Linked DNA regions of Zea mays: region 1 is linked to region 2. The links are chromatin contacts, called in public Hi-C maps. All regions are on one chromosome and are shown on one strand. Each heading gives the region's core, a stretch centred on a gene start, on an enhancer-like site or on the middle of the called end of the contact. The rest is flanking DNA. Distances are from core to core; before and after follow the strand shown.

What was found. Hi-C and Micro-C count contacts between places; a contact is called where the count stands out from the background.
Region 1: a contact with region 2 is called in a Hi-C map of ear, with 2.3 times the contacts expected there. The contact joins the promoter of IVR1 here to the promoter of LOC103646148 in region 2. A contact is called at or near these places in 3 of 25 Hi-C or Micro-C datasets (ear, endosperm and leaf).

The regions. Positions count from the first base shown.
Region 1 is chr2:24,295,112-24,301,746 of Zm-B73-REFERENCE-NAM-5.0, reverse strand. It overlaps IVR1 (Beta-fructofuranosidase 1), which reads left to right and starts at 4,593. Exons shown (of 5, transcript NM_001176120.1): 1 at 4,593-5,400. The coding sequence starts at 4,639. It overlaps LOC109944488 (a long non-coding RNA gene), which reads right to left and starts at 2,945. Exons shown (of 2, transcript XR_002267525.2): 1 at 2,819-2,945; 2 at 2,265-2,752.
Region 2 is chr2:24,091,208-24,098,485 of Zm-B73-REFERENCE-NAM-5.0, reverse strand. It overlaps LOC103646148 (serine/threonine-protein kinase GRIK1), which reads left to right and starts at 2,870. Exons shown (of 11, transcript XM_020548220.3): 1 at 2,870-3,113; 2 at 3,244-3,368; 3 at 3,651-4,046; 4 at 5,031-5,105; 5 at 5,180-5,224; 6 at 6,199-6,273. The coding sequence starts at 3,675.

The sequences.
Region 1 (6,635 bases), core at 3,344-5,843, 200 kb before region 2:
AATACCCATCGGTTATCGGGTCGCGGGTACCCATTACCCTAATGTGACGGCGAGGAAGCCCAAGCGGTGGCCTGTGCGGTGCCTGGGCGGTAAGTCCACCTCTGCGTAGTACCTATCTATACTACGAAAAGAAATCTTCAACAGAAAGGCACTCCAATTGTCTTCAGAAAATAATGGATCATTTTTTTAGTCAAATAATGCAGCAATCGATCGTTTTCAATGGTTTGTCACGCACAGCTTGCTATTTAATTGTGTAATGTAGTTACCGTGCGCAGCATGTGGAAATATAGAACCACAAGATCAATAAATGAAAATAGACAGCACATGGTAAGCGGTAGCTATCAGAAAAGAGTTTCCCCGTATGTTTGCCTAGAAATTCAGAGAGCTTATAGTCGTCCATCTAACTAATTGAATAGATTGCTCTAGTTTATAGTTTCTCTTGCATGATCTAGTTATATATCACTGCCTACCTACATGAGAAGGTACGGTTAGGAATGATAATGAGTTCTAAATTTTACACTATAAAATTTAAAAATCGGATCGAATTAAAATCGGTATATATTTCTATTCATTTTTTAACCAAAATTAATTCAAAGTCCTAATTAAAAAAATTGTGAAGAAACATTCGGATCATAATCCATTACCACCCTAGGTACAGTGGTGCACATGATTATTGTGTATGCAATGTTGTGACCGTGCCCTAAATAGAGGTCCTGATTTACCTATTGATAAAATTTTATCCTCCATAATTAAGTTTCAGTATATCAGTTTACATACTAGGAATTAGAAGCAAGAACATAGCATATAGCATATTAATTTGATTTTTCCTTGAAGAGGGGAGTTGGGTATGTGAGGATGCTTCTTGGCGGATGGATCGGAGAGGGGCGAGGGCTGTTTCCTGGCAGGGTGTATGGAGAGACCAGTGTTGCTTCCCTATGGCACAGATAGAGTGTCTGTTCTTCTTCTTGGCTGCCGGAGAGAAGGTGGCTGCGGATGGATGAAGAGGGCGAACCGAATGATTCCCAGCGATGGAGATGGACAACGAGGAGCGTGGACACGTGGGAATGGAGGGCAGCAGCAGATCTCGGAATGGAAAGGTGTTTTCTATGGATGGTGAGGACGTGTTTTCTACGGATGGAGTGAGCGGTGATGGCTGGCGTCGGCAGCGCAAACCCTAGCCACCATGGCTGCTGTCGGAGTGAGACGGGCAAGATGAGAGATAGAGCCGTGACGGGAACAAGAAACACTTGGACAAAGGAGTATTTTCCTTCCCCGTGGACCAACAGGGAAGGGGTGAAAAGGCTTATGCCAATTTTGGCCCACACAACATCCAAAAGGTAGCCCGAGATAATTAGGGATGAGAAGGTGTCCCTGTGGAGAATTGATCATCCAAAGGAGCCCTTAAAGTGTAAAGGTCTCTAATTTTTTAGGATTTTCAGTTAAAATGACAAACCACTAGAGATAATCCATATTTTTTATAGCTAAACAATAATAAAATTAAATATCACCTGAACAACAACAACAAAATCTGGCACATAAGTTACGAACGTATTCCTTATATATGATCGCTCTTGTGCAAATCTAATTAGCCTGGTGAATGTCTCTCTTGAAATAAACTTTCTATGGGGTTTTGTTGATTCTATAGTATGACCCATACTCCCTCCGTCCAAGTTTAACTGGCGTTTTAGCTCATTTTATTTGTCCAGAATTATGTGTCGTTTGTGGTCTACACCTCGATGCCACCGTAGTTATCTCCTCGTTTCACATACCCGTTCGCTTCGTTCCCACAACAACAGACTCTTGGCCTCCTCTCATCCACGCGATAAATCCCAGCAGTCGTCGCCGCCCTCTCTCAACCACGAGATGGATCCAGTTCCTCCGCCCTACTATTCTCCATAATCGAGTGAAGAATCTGACCCTAGCTAGAAATGGCGAAAGGCTTACCTACAAGGTCGTCTTCGTCGCTCCATCCAAGCCCCCGTTCGCCAGCGCCAGCACCCTTACATCCGCCCCACAATCCCTCGACGCCGGATGGGGGCGGTGCTGGTAGATTACACATCTTCCGATGAAGATGCAAGGGAGGACGCGGTGAAGGGAGGAGGCAAGGTTGCTGCTTCGGCGATGGAGGAGGAAGGCAAGGTGGCTGCTTCGAAGACGGGAGGATACAAGGTTGCTGCTTCATTAACGGGAGAAGAGAACGCACTGTGCAAGAATGCTGCTACTTCGGCGAATGAAGAGAAAGGAGCAGGCAAGGTGACGACGGGTGAACAACAGAAAGATGCTCCTTCATTCACTTGATACTTCTATTCTTGGGTACTCAATGTCATTAGCACCTGCTCGTACAATTCGGGTTCTAAATCTAGCCTATCAGGTAGAATGCCTAGAGCCTCTAATCTAGACTTGTTCATGTGCGGAGCTTGTATCGACTGCCTCCATTGTTTTTCATCACCTCAATCATGCATGCTTGAAGTGTCAAGAATACTCTTCTTAGATTACTTGGGTTGTATTCTTCGTACTCTTTCTCGACGTTAACTATCCCATATGCGCTGCACTGTCCTGATACTCACATTATGGGCAACAGAAACTAACTGGGTACAGTTCTTGAATAATTTTCCATTGTGGCTTCTTTCTAGCAGTGAACTGTATATTGCATCCCGTTGTTGCTTCGTGGTATTCTTCGCCTGGTATCCCCAATGCTCATTGAGTTCAAATGGATGGAGTACCTCATTTAGATCAGGTAAAACTTCGTTATCTGCATTTGTTGTTGAAACAAAAATATCAATATAACAACAAGTAGAGAAGCAACTGATTGACTTACCTATTGGGAAGCTGTTCAGGTCAATAGCTGACGCCAAAGATGTGTTTGCTGCGGATTCATCTTGTACATCTCCAGGGAAGCTATTCAGATCGGAATTCATGGTGGTGTATTTGAAGGTGTTGTGCTTGTGACTGTGTAACTGGGTGGGTTGTATTTATAGAGCTGTAAATCTAAAAAAGAAGCGCCAGAGATTTGTATTGCCTCCAAAAATTTGTGCTGCCGCCTGTTGTTTCTGAAATTTTTATGAAAAAAGCTCCCGCCAATGTGTTGTTTTGTGGTGAAAAAATGGTGGGAAGAAAGTGACGCCGAAATAAAGCACCGTGGAGGGCTGGAGGCTGTGAACCGTTTCGTGTACTCAGCAGTAATTGCAGTTAATACGTCACGCTAGATCACAGGGGTACATGCGTCTATTCTCTTTGCTGGTATTATGTCTGAGAAAAGCTAAAACGCCAGTTAAACTTGGACGGAGGGAGTATGAATTAGGGCGTGATCTTGGTGACTCGGTCTCCTATCCACTTGGACCCAACAACACAAAACCCGGTGTTCCGAAGCAAAAGGGTCCGTGCTTTCCTCGCCCGATTCGTCCGGTAGCCGCACTTGGCTTCCAAACAATAGCCGAAAGCTTGAAAGATCGTTGCCAGATTGCATCTGTCCTTCCTTCCAAATAAGGCTGCCTGGCTATAAATACTGCTCGCTTGGCGCCTGCTGCGCTGCTCCAACGTTCACCTCTCTCTCTCTCGTTCATCCTTGGCGCATGCCTCCCGTATGAACACGCCCATGCCAGCCACAGCATAAGGCGGCTGCTGTGCCACCGATCGTGCATGCCTCGATCTCGTCTACCATTACTCGAACCCTAGATAGCGAGAAAGCCTGGTGTTTCTGGAGGAGGCAGCCATGATCCCTGCCGTTGCTGATCCGACGACGCTGGACGGCGGGGGCGCGCGCAGGCCGTTGCTCCCGGAGACGGACCCTCGGGGGCGGGCTGCCGCCGGCGCCGGGCAGAAGCGGCCGCCGGCGACGCCGACCGTTCTCCCCGCCGTCGTCTCCGCCGTGCTCCTGCTCGTCGTCGTGGCGGTCACAGTCCTCGCGTCGCAGCACGTCGACGGGCAGGGTGGGGGCGTTCCCGCGGGCGAAGATGCCGTCGTCGTCGAGGTGGCCGCCTCCCGTGGCGTGGCTGAGGGCGTGTCGGAGAAGTCAACGGCCCAGCTCCTCGGCGCCGGCGCGCTCCAGGACTTCTCCTGGACCAACGCGATGCTGGCGTGGCAGCGCACGGCGTTCCACTTCCAGCCCCCCAAGAACTGGATGAACGGTTAGTTGGACCCGTCGCCATCGGTGACGACGCGCGGATCGTTTTTTTTTTCTTTTTTTCCTCTCGTTCTGGCTCTAACTTGGTTCCGCGTTTCTGTCACGGACGCCTCGTGCACATGGCGATACCCGATCCGCCGGCCGCGTATATCTATCTTCCTCGACCGGCTTCTCTAGATCCGAACGGTAAGTTGTTGGCTCCGATCCGATCGATCACATGTGAGCTCGGCATGCTGCTTTTCTGCGTGCATGCGGCTCCTAGCATTCCACGTCCACGGGTCAATGCACGACATAATCGTATCGGTTCGGTACATATATATTGTCCAATCAGCTAGCTTTCGCGTATTGATGTCGTGACATTTTTTTTTTTTGCATTGCACGCAGGTCCGCTGTATCACAAGGGCTGGTACCACCTCTTCTACCAGTGGAACCCGGACTCCGCGGTATGGGGCAACATCACCTGGGGCCACGCCGTCTCGCGCGACCTCCTCCACTGGCTGCACCTACCGCTGGCCATGGTGCCCGATCACCCGTACGACGCCAACGGCGTCTGGTCCGGGTCGGCGACGCGCCTGCCCGACGGCCGGATCGTCATGCTCTACACGGGCTCCACGGCGGAGTCGTCGGCGCAGGTGCAGAACCTCGCGGAGCCGGCCGACGCGTCCGACCCGCTGCTGCGGGAGTGGGTCAAGTCGGACGCCAACCCGGTGCTGGTGCCGCCGCCGGGCATCGGGCCGACGGACTTCCGCGACCCGACGACGGCGTGGCGGACGCCCGGCAACGACACGCCGGCGTGGCGGGTCGCCATCGGGTCCAAGGACCGGGACCACGCGGGCTTGGCGCTGGTGTACCGGACGGAGGACTTCGTGCGGTACGACCCGGCGCCGGCGCTGATGCACGCCGTGCCGGGCACGGGCATGTGGGAGTGCGTGGACTTCTACCCGGTGGCCGCGGGATCAGGCGCCGCGGCGGACAGCGGGGACGGGCTGGAGACGTCCGCGGCGCCGGGGCCCGGGGTGAAGCACGTGCTCAAGGCCAGCCTCGACGACGACAAGCACGACTACTACGCGATCGGCACCTACGACCCGGCGACGGACACCTGGACCCCCGACAGCGCGGAGGACGACGTCGGCATCGGCCTCCGGTACGACTACGGAAAGTACTACGCGTCCAAGACCTTCTACGACCCCGTCCTTCGCCGGCGGGTGCTCTGGGGGTGGGTCGGCGAGACCGACAGCGAGCGCGCGGACATCCTCAAGGGCTGGGCATCCGTGCAGGTACGTTTCAGGTTGAGGCTAGCATGTTTTGAATCTTGCTGGCATCGAATCATTAATTAATGGCCAGATATAATAACTTGATAATCTGGTGGGTTGGTTTTGTGTGGTGGGCGATGCATGGTGTCACACGTTCGGTAATAATGTAGCTAAGCTGGTTAAGGATGGGCAATGGGGTTGCGTATAAACGACAGTTCTGCTACCATTACTTCTGACAACCGATTGAAGGAGACAACGGTAGGGGTAGCCGGTAGGGTTCGTCGACTTGCCCTTTTTTTCCCCTTTGTTTTGTTTTGGATTGTCCAACAAAGGGAAATTAGGATCATCCAACAAACATGGAAGTAATCCCATAAAACATTTCTCAAGGAACCATCTAGACGAGCGTGGCATGATCCATGCATGCATAAACACTAGATAGGTCTCTGCAGCTGTGATGTTCCTTTACATATACATCCCTGTACACGTCCCTGAAAATTGTTCAAGCACAGAGGCCCCGATCCTCACACCTGTACACGTCCCTGTACGCGCCGTCGTGGTCTCCCGTGATCCTGCCCCGTCCCCTCCACGCGGCCACGCCTGCTGCAGCGCTCTGTACAAGCGTGCACCACGTGAGAATTTCCGTCTACTCGAGCCTAGTAGACGGGAAAACGAGAGGAAGCGCACGGTCCAAGCACAACACTTTGCGCGGGGCCGTGACTTGTCTCCGGTTGGCTGAGGGCGCGCGACAGAGATGTATGGCGCCGCGGCGTGTCTTGTGTCTTGTCTTGTCTATACAGCGTAGTCAGAGACTGTATCAAAGCCGTCCAACGACAATGAGCTAGGAAACGAACGGGTTGGAGAGCTGGGTTCTTGCCTTGCCTCCTGTGATGTCTTTGCCTTGCATAGGGGGCGCAGTATGTAGCTTTGCGTTTTACTTCACGCCAAAGGATACTGCTGATTGTGAATTATTATTATTATATATATATCGAATATCGATTTCGTCGCTCTCGTGGGGTTTTATTTTTCAGACTCAAACTTTTCAAAAGGCCTGTGTTTTAGTTCTTTTCTTCCAATTGAGTAGGCAAGGCGTGTGAGTGTGACCAAAGCATGCATGGATATCGTGGTAGAGCTGTCGTTACCAGCGCGATGCTCGTATATGTTTGCAGTATTTTCAAGGAACAATTGGATCTATACCATTAAAAGATCCAAACTTTAGATATATACCATGGACCCCACATGTCATTGACTCATGTGGACCC
Region 2 (7,278 bases), core at 1,621-4,120:
GCCGGAGGTGGAGGGTGACGAAGAGTCGGTCTCGTAGTAGACCACTTTCTTCATCTTCTTCTTCTTGTCACCTCTCCGTTGTGTCTTGATGGAGGAAGAGGATTCCTCCTTGTGCTTGTGGCTGAACTCCCTTGAGTGTGTTCTCCCCAAGTTTGCGGACTTGTCGCCGCCGATCCCGATCTCCCTCTTGGCATGATCCCCCGACATCACTTCGAGTGGTTAGACTCTAATGAAGTACCGGGCTCTAATACCAATTGAAAGTCGCCTAGAGGGGGGGTGAATAGGCAAATATGAAATTTACAAACTTTAAGCACAACTACAAGCCGGGGTTAGCGTTAGAAACTAAGTCGAGTCCGAAAGAGAGGGCAAAAACAAATCATAAGCAAATAAAGTGGATGACACAGTTATTTGTTTTACCGAGGTTCGGTTCTTGCAAACCTACTCCCCGTTGAGGTGGTCACAAAGACCGGGTCTCTTTCAACCCTTTCCCTCTCTCAAACGGTCACCTAGACCGAGTGAACTTTTCTCCTTAATCAACGGGTCACTTAGACCCCTTACAAGGACCACCACAACTTGATGTCTCTTGCTTGATTACAAGTTGCTTGAGAATAAGAATGGAGGAAGAAGAAAAGCGATCCAAGCGACAAGAACTCAAATGAACACAAATGTCTTTCTCTCACAAGCCACTAAGTCTTTGGAATGAGTTTGGGACTTGGAGAGGATTTGATCTTTTGTTTTGTGTCTTGGAGTGAAGTCTAGAGCTCTTGTATTGAATGCAATGTCTGAAAACTTGGATGCCTTGAAGTGGTGGTGGTTGGGGGTATTTATAGCCCCAACCACCAAACCAACCATTGGGGTTGGGCTGCTGTCGATGGGCGCAACGGATAGTCCGGTGCGCCAGCCACGTCACCCAACCGTTAGGGTTCAACCGTTGGAGCTCTGACAGCTTGGGGCACCAGATCGTCCGGTGCCGCATCGGACAGGTACTGTTCATTGTCCGGTGCGCATTCTGGCGCCTGCTCTGACTCTGCGCGAACTGTCCGCGCACTGTAGCGCTTTTCAGGTTTCCGTTGGAGTCGACCGTTGCGCTGTAGCCGTTGCTCTGCTGGCACACCGGACAGTCCGGTGCTACACGGACAGTCCGGTGAATTATAATGGAGTGACTTTTCTAGAAACCCGAAGGTGAGGAGTTGGAGTTGATCCACCCTGGCGCACCGGACACTGTCCGGTGGCGCATCGGACAGTCCGGTGCGCTAGACCAGGGCAACCTTCGGTTTCTTTGGCTCCTTTCTTTTTTAACCCTAACTTGGACCTTTTTATTAGTTTGTGTTGAACCTTTGACACCTGTATAACTTATAATCTAGAACAAACTAGTTAGTCCAATTATTTGTGTTGGGCAATTCAACCACCAAAATCATTTAGGAAAATGTTTTTCTCTATTTCCCTTTCAGAGAAGACGATAATCCTCGTCGAAGATTTATCTACGTGGGAAATGAAAATGGGAAAAGTGTGCCCTGCGAGCGTCTGTGGGAGTTTTGTTGTCGCAGGGACAGGGATGTAGGGACGAAGGCAGCGGTGGGGTGGGCGGGGCTCGAGCCCCCTACCGCTGTCGAGCCTATGGAGCCCCACTAGAGCCTCTCCTAAGATTTTTAGTGTACACATATAATATAGAATAGACTCTATATTACTGTGATTTAGTTCAGTCCCTCCTATTTTTTTCTTACTCCGTCCTTAAAGGATGGAAAGCTATTCCTCGACGAGAAATTCATCGTTGTCATCCCTTCCCTATCCATGTCCCTCGACGTCATATATTTCGATAAAGTAATAGCTTACAACGATACATAATCCGACAAAAAAATATTAGCGCACAACAATCACCTAACACAACACTAAACTCGGAATCCGGAGCGTCTACTCCTATCATTCGGTTGTTCTTATCCCACTGCCTCCAAAGGCGCATGTGGTGGCAGATAATCGCTTGCCAATGGGGGATCCATGTCCTATATTGTGTTGTAGAAGAATCTGAATGAGCGGTGGAGGCTAGAAAAAGATGAAAAAAATTAAGTGTTAATATAAGATGACAACAAGGAGAACAAGATAGTGCCTGTTGTGGTTTCATCATTAGTTACCTATAAAGAGGCAAATCTTATTTTTATCAAATTAGACATGTGGAAGAAAAACAAATTTAGACCCTTCATAGACGACACACGCAGCTCTTTGAAAGGAGATAAGAAGGGATGAGTTTATTTATTTTACAACAATGTGTTTACCTTTTGGTTAGACACGCGCGTGTTGTATGTGATGTGATCTTTTTCTTTCTTATTTTTCCAATTTAATAACTTTATCTCTTCTATATATACATATTTTGATAGTATTTTTTTATAATTCAAGAAAGTTCGACTTATACATAACTTAAAACTTGTTTCAGGATGAGGAGTAGGGTTGGAAACGAGAGATGAGCCTAGCTCGACTAGGCTCGGTCAACTAATGAGTTAGGCTCGACTCGATTGTATTGAGAGTTCTGAACATATTTTTATCATGTATAAAATAAAAAATATGTACAAAAATCCAATACCATATTTTTAACTATATCTAGCGTTAGATCCAAAAAAAAAGAAAATAAATAATATAGAAATGTAAAAGTGTCATAACATAGCACTACATAATCTGACATGTTTGTGAGTCGGCTCGAACTCGTCCAGACTCAGCTTGCTAAGCGAGCCATAAAATTAATCTTGGTTTAAGCTCATTCAATCTTGTGAACTTCTCCGAGTCGAGAATGAATGGGCCCGAGCCAAGCCTCGATTTTTTTTGAAGCAGATGGAAAGAGTATATTAGAGAAAAGAAGGAAGTAAAAGAAATAAGAAAATAACGATATTGCGTGAAAAGGAACGGGACATAGAAAACGGCCCAGCCGAAGCCCCGTGTGGGTGCGCTCCCCCTAGCCCGGACAATCCCGAACGCCCGGACTGGGCTTACGGCCGGATCGCCGCCGCCATTCACCCTCCCGCTCTCTTTCCCCCTGTCTTTGCGACGACTGGGCTACCGACGCCGACGCCCTCGCAGGTGCGCAGGTCTTCTTCGAGTCCTTCGCCGGCGACGAGCACCCTCTAGTATTTTCCCCTTCTCTTCCCTTCCTGCTTTGCGAAACAGAGCACCCAAACCCAATCCTTAATGCCTACTAACTTCGATTTTTTTTCAATTTTCTGTTCGGTATCCTTACTGGTTCCGCCTCCTGAGTAGAAGGTTGATATCGAGGCGTAGTGATGGTCGTTGTCGTTGGGTCCTTCCATTTGGTGCTAATCTGTCTGGGCGGTGGAACCCCTGGACATTGTTATCGAGCTCAAGTTTAACCCTATCAATTTCAGGTCGAGTACTCGAGTGTGTGCTGTTGCTCTTTGTATACTTCCATCTGGTGTTAATCTGTATGGTACTGGAATCTCTGAGCCTCTGAAGTTGGTTTTTCTTGCATAAGTTTAACTGCAACGATCTGAGATTGAGTGACATTTTTGGTTTCTGCATGTATGCTATTATTGTAGTTTCATATCATCTTCAGTGACGATATGGCAGCCAGGAAAGTAGCAGAAAAAGTTGCGGCTTTTTTTATTCCGGTGTTTTTTTTAACCTTGTCCCTTGTTTTTATCATTTAGGTTTCTGGCACCTACTCATTCTGAATGGCGGACCTTACAGACATCGGTTGCTGCTGTTGCTTTAGCTTTTTAAGGAAGCCCAGTGTACCTGTATGTGAACATCAGGATGCTGATGGCATGTTAACTGAAGATTTACTGAAGCGTCAATCAGCTGAAGATCATGATGGAAGTTTCTACACTGGAGATGATCCTGGGGATGATCTTGATAGAAGCTTCTACAATGGAGATGATCATGATAGAAGCTTCTACGATAGAGATGATTCTGACTATCTTGACGGAAGTGATGATGGACCATCAAGGAAGAGTTCTGAAGATATTATACAGTTAAGAGCTCAAAATGGCTTTGCATGTAGAGAGGTCCCAGTTAAAGAGACTAAAAAAGTATTTCGCTCAGAGGTAGCTCTTTAAGGTTTCAGTTTTTTGTCCACCTGTCTCTTTACTTGCATTTCCATATTTGATTTGAAACAATGTCTATTTAGATTCCACCTAATCTTGCCCACTGTATGCATGGGCTAGTCCAACTTCTCATAAGAACCTGGCGTATATCATATAAAAAACTAGACCAACTTATGAGGAACTAGGTGGCATTTCATAAGAAGAAAATAGGCACCCAAACTCACCTCGACGAAAACTTGAACCTGGGAGGCATACATCCACATCCTTGTCCAACTGAGGTAGCTCAGCTTTCTGGCTTATACCATATCAGGCAACTGACATGTCACATCTCCCATTAGTTTTGAATTTTGATGTTAAGTTTGTCTTTTGGAAAAAGAAAGACTTGATCTATCAGAAGGGTCTTTGCGCGCTTAGTATTTGCACATATTCTTGCTAAAAATGAGCTGTTATTCATGTCCATCAGTAGTTATAGAATGCATACTGGCTAAACATTTTTGCCACAAAAACTCAGAGCTGTACATTGTAGCATTCCAACAATTTTGCCCCTCTTCAAGTGAACACTGGTGATGGAGTGTGATAGGTGCATTGTTTTTACATTTTTGGGTGCCGAATAAATTTTGTCTCTCTTGGAACTAAAAGGCTTTGTTATTGTTGTTATTTCAAAACTATAAAGAAGTAATGTGTCTTTTCCGGCATCTTAAACAACCTGTGCATCCTTCTTGTTGCATGATAGGAAAAGCCTGTTTTTACTTCCCCAACAAAATCTCACTTCATATAACATTTGAGAATAATTCCAAAGCATAACTCTGCATTGGTTTCACTGTTCTGATTAACAATCCAAGAGCTTGGTTGGGTTTATTTCCTGCTTAGTTCTAACAACTGGCTTTTGTATGCCAAATGAAGGTAGCAAGTTGTATGAGAGAAGTTAGTTTTTGCAATTTGCATTGAACATTACAATAATGTTGTTACTTTTGACATGTTAAGGATGAAAATGGTAATAAGATGGTCAACCAATATGTCCACTTGGGAAAGATCGGTTCTGGAAGCTACGGAAAAGTGGTAAGGTACCCTGGATATATTGTTTTTTTTTTTCAAATAGATGTTTAGATTCCTTTTGCTTTGCTGCTAAACAGGTTCTGTACAGAAACATTAAAGATGGGAAGCTGTATGCAGTAAAGGTATTGTTTTCTGCTACTCTTGTGTCAGTAGCATACATGTCTTTTTTATGAACCCTTTTCATCATAAGTAGCAATGTTTACAAGTCGGGCGACCAGCTGGTCGAGTGAGAGGGGCGACCAGGCGACTAATCGCGATTAGGGCGACGATTAGTCGACCTAATCGGTCCTGGTCGACCTCTGGTCGTCCTTTAGTTGTCCTATAGATTTAAGGACATATGTATATGTATATAACTATATATTAACTATATAAACACTGCATTTCTGCAATAATATAGGCATAATTAGTAGCAGACTAGCAGTAATTCAGTAAAAGTGTAAAACTGAATCCATCCAAAGTCCAAAGTCCAAACTGAAAGTAATATTGGCATAATTACTTGCAGTAATTCAGTAAAAAGTACTGCATTACCTGCTGGCTGCTACCTAGAGCAGATCAGCATCCAAACAAAAACGATTAATCGCCCAAAACCAAAGTGAAGCCCAGTACTGTAGATGGGCCAAAAACCAGAGTGAATCCCAGAACCAAAACTGCAACGACCAAAAACGACCAGGAAGTGTTCGACCAGACGACTAATCGCCCAGGTCGACGACTAGTCGGACGACTAGGACGACTAGAAACCCTAATCGCGTCGTCCTCCTAATCGCCCTCTTCCAGGCGACCAGCCCGACTAATCGCGATTAATCGCGATTAGTCGGACGACTTGTAAACAGAGATAAGTAGGCTTTCACGATTACATTTTCTTGTTAAATATCACGATTAGCTATTCTCTACTGCTAGGTGGTACCTATTATACTTGTACTTTATTTCTTTGTTTATGATTTGCTTGCTTCAGGAGTTTGTTCAGTCTCACCATTTCCTTTCCTTTGCTCTCAAGTAGTCAAGTCTCAATACTGTTATTGTTAACCCTTGTATATGTGCTGGGTGCATGCGCTAATGTCTCACTTCTGGAATTTTAGCCTCTGTCCTTCTCTTTCAGGTTCTGAATAAGCCATACATGATGAAAGTACATGTTGTACATACAAAAACTGCCATGACAGATGTTCTTCGAGAGGTGAGTGATTTTGTCAGCTTATCTGAATGTGCAATGATTATATTTTTTTAACTGTCACGCATATGCGACCTAGTTCTCTTTTAAAGTTGTTGCACATGCTTTAGATATGCTATCTCTTTAGGATATATCATCCATGAGCTAACCATTCGAAATGCTGTTTGTTGTTATATATGATACTTGGACATGTAACTGTAAGTAACTTTTCAATTGTACCAGAAAATTTTGTTTTGGGATCCCGGATCCCACAATTTATGAACCTTCATTTACTTAACAAAAGAGAAAGGCAGGTCTAGTGCAGTGGTGAGAGCTGTCTCACTGAGTCACCGGGTCATGGGTTCGAAGAGCCTCCCTGTATTTGCGGGGGAAAGGATTGCCTCGGTTTATCCCTTCCCCAGGCCCACTCATGTGGGAGCCTTCAACATTAGGTCTGCCCGTTTACTTAACAAAAAACAACAACTATGAACTACTCTGATCATTAGTATGTGAGGATGCTTACCTCAGATATCAGGAGTGCATTTATATGATATAAAGGCAACCAACAACATTTATTTGCAGTTATAGTACTCTTATGATCGCATCATGAATCGATGTTCCGCAGCTATTGATAAGCAGTTAACTCAGCACTTTTTGTGCAATAGATCCCCATTTATCCTCTGAAGAGAAAATGATCCAGGGGAGTGTGATACAGAATTCATATGTCTTCAGTTTACACGGAAACTATCTGTTTGCTGTCATTGTTAGTTTCTCTTTAGTTTTATCATGAACCTGTTGATTTGTACTTTTGTAGCTTCATTTCCTTCTCAAATTGATGAAATTCAGTCGTAATCTTGACTCAAGCTGCTGTAAGAGGTTAAATAGATACCCTGTTACTAACCTTGGGATTCACAAGGCATAACAAGTACCTATGGACTATAGAATATATATAGGCAGTAGGCCTGGGCCTAAACACCCCCCTCAAACTCAAGGTGGAAGTGGAGGATCTGAAGCATTGAGTTTGATCAAATG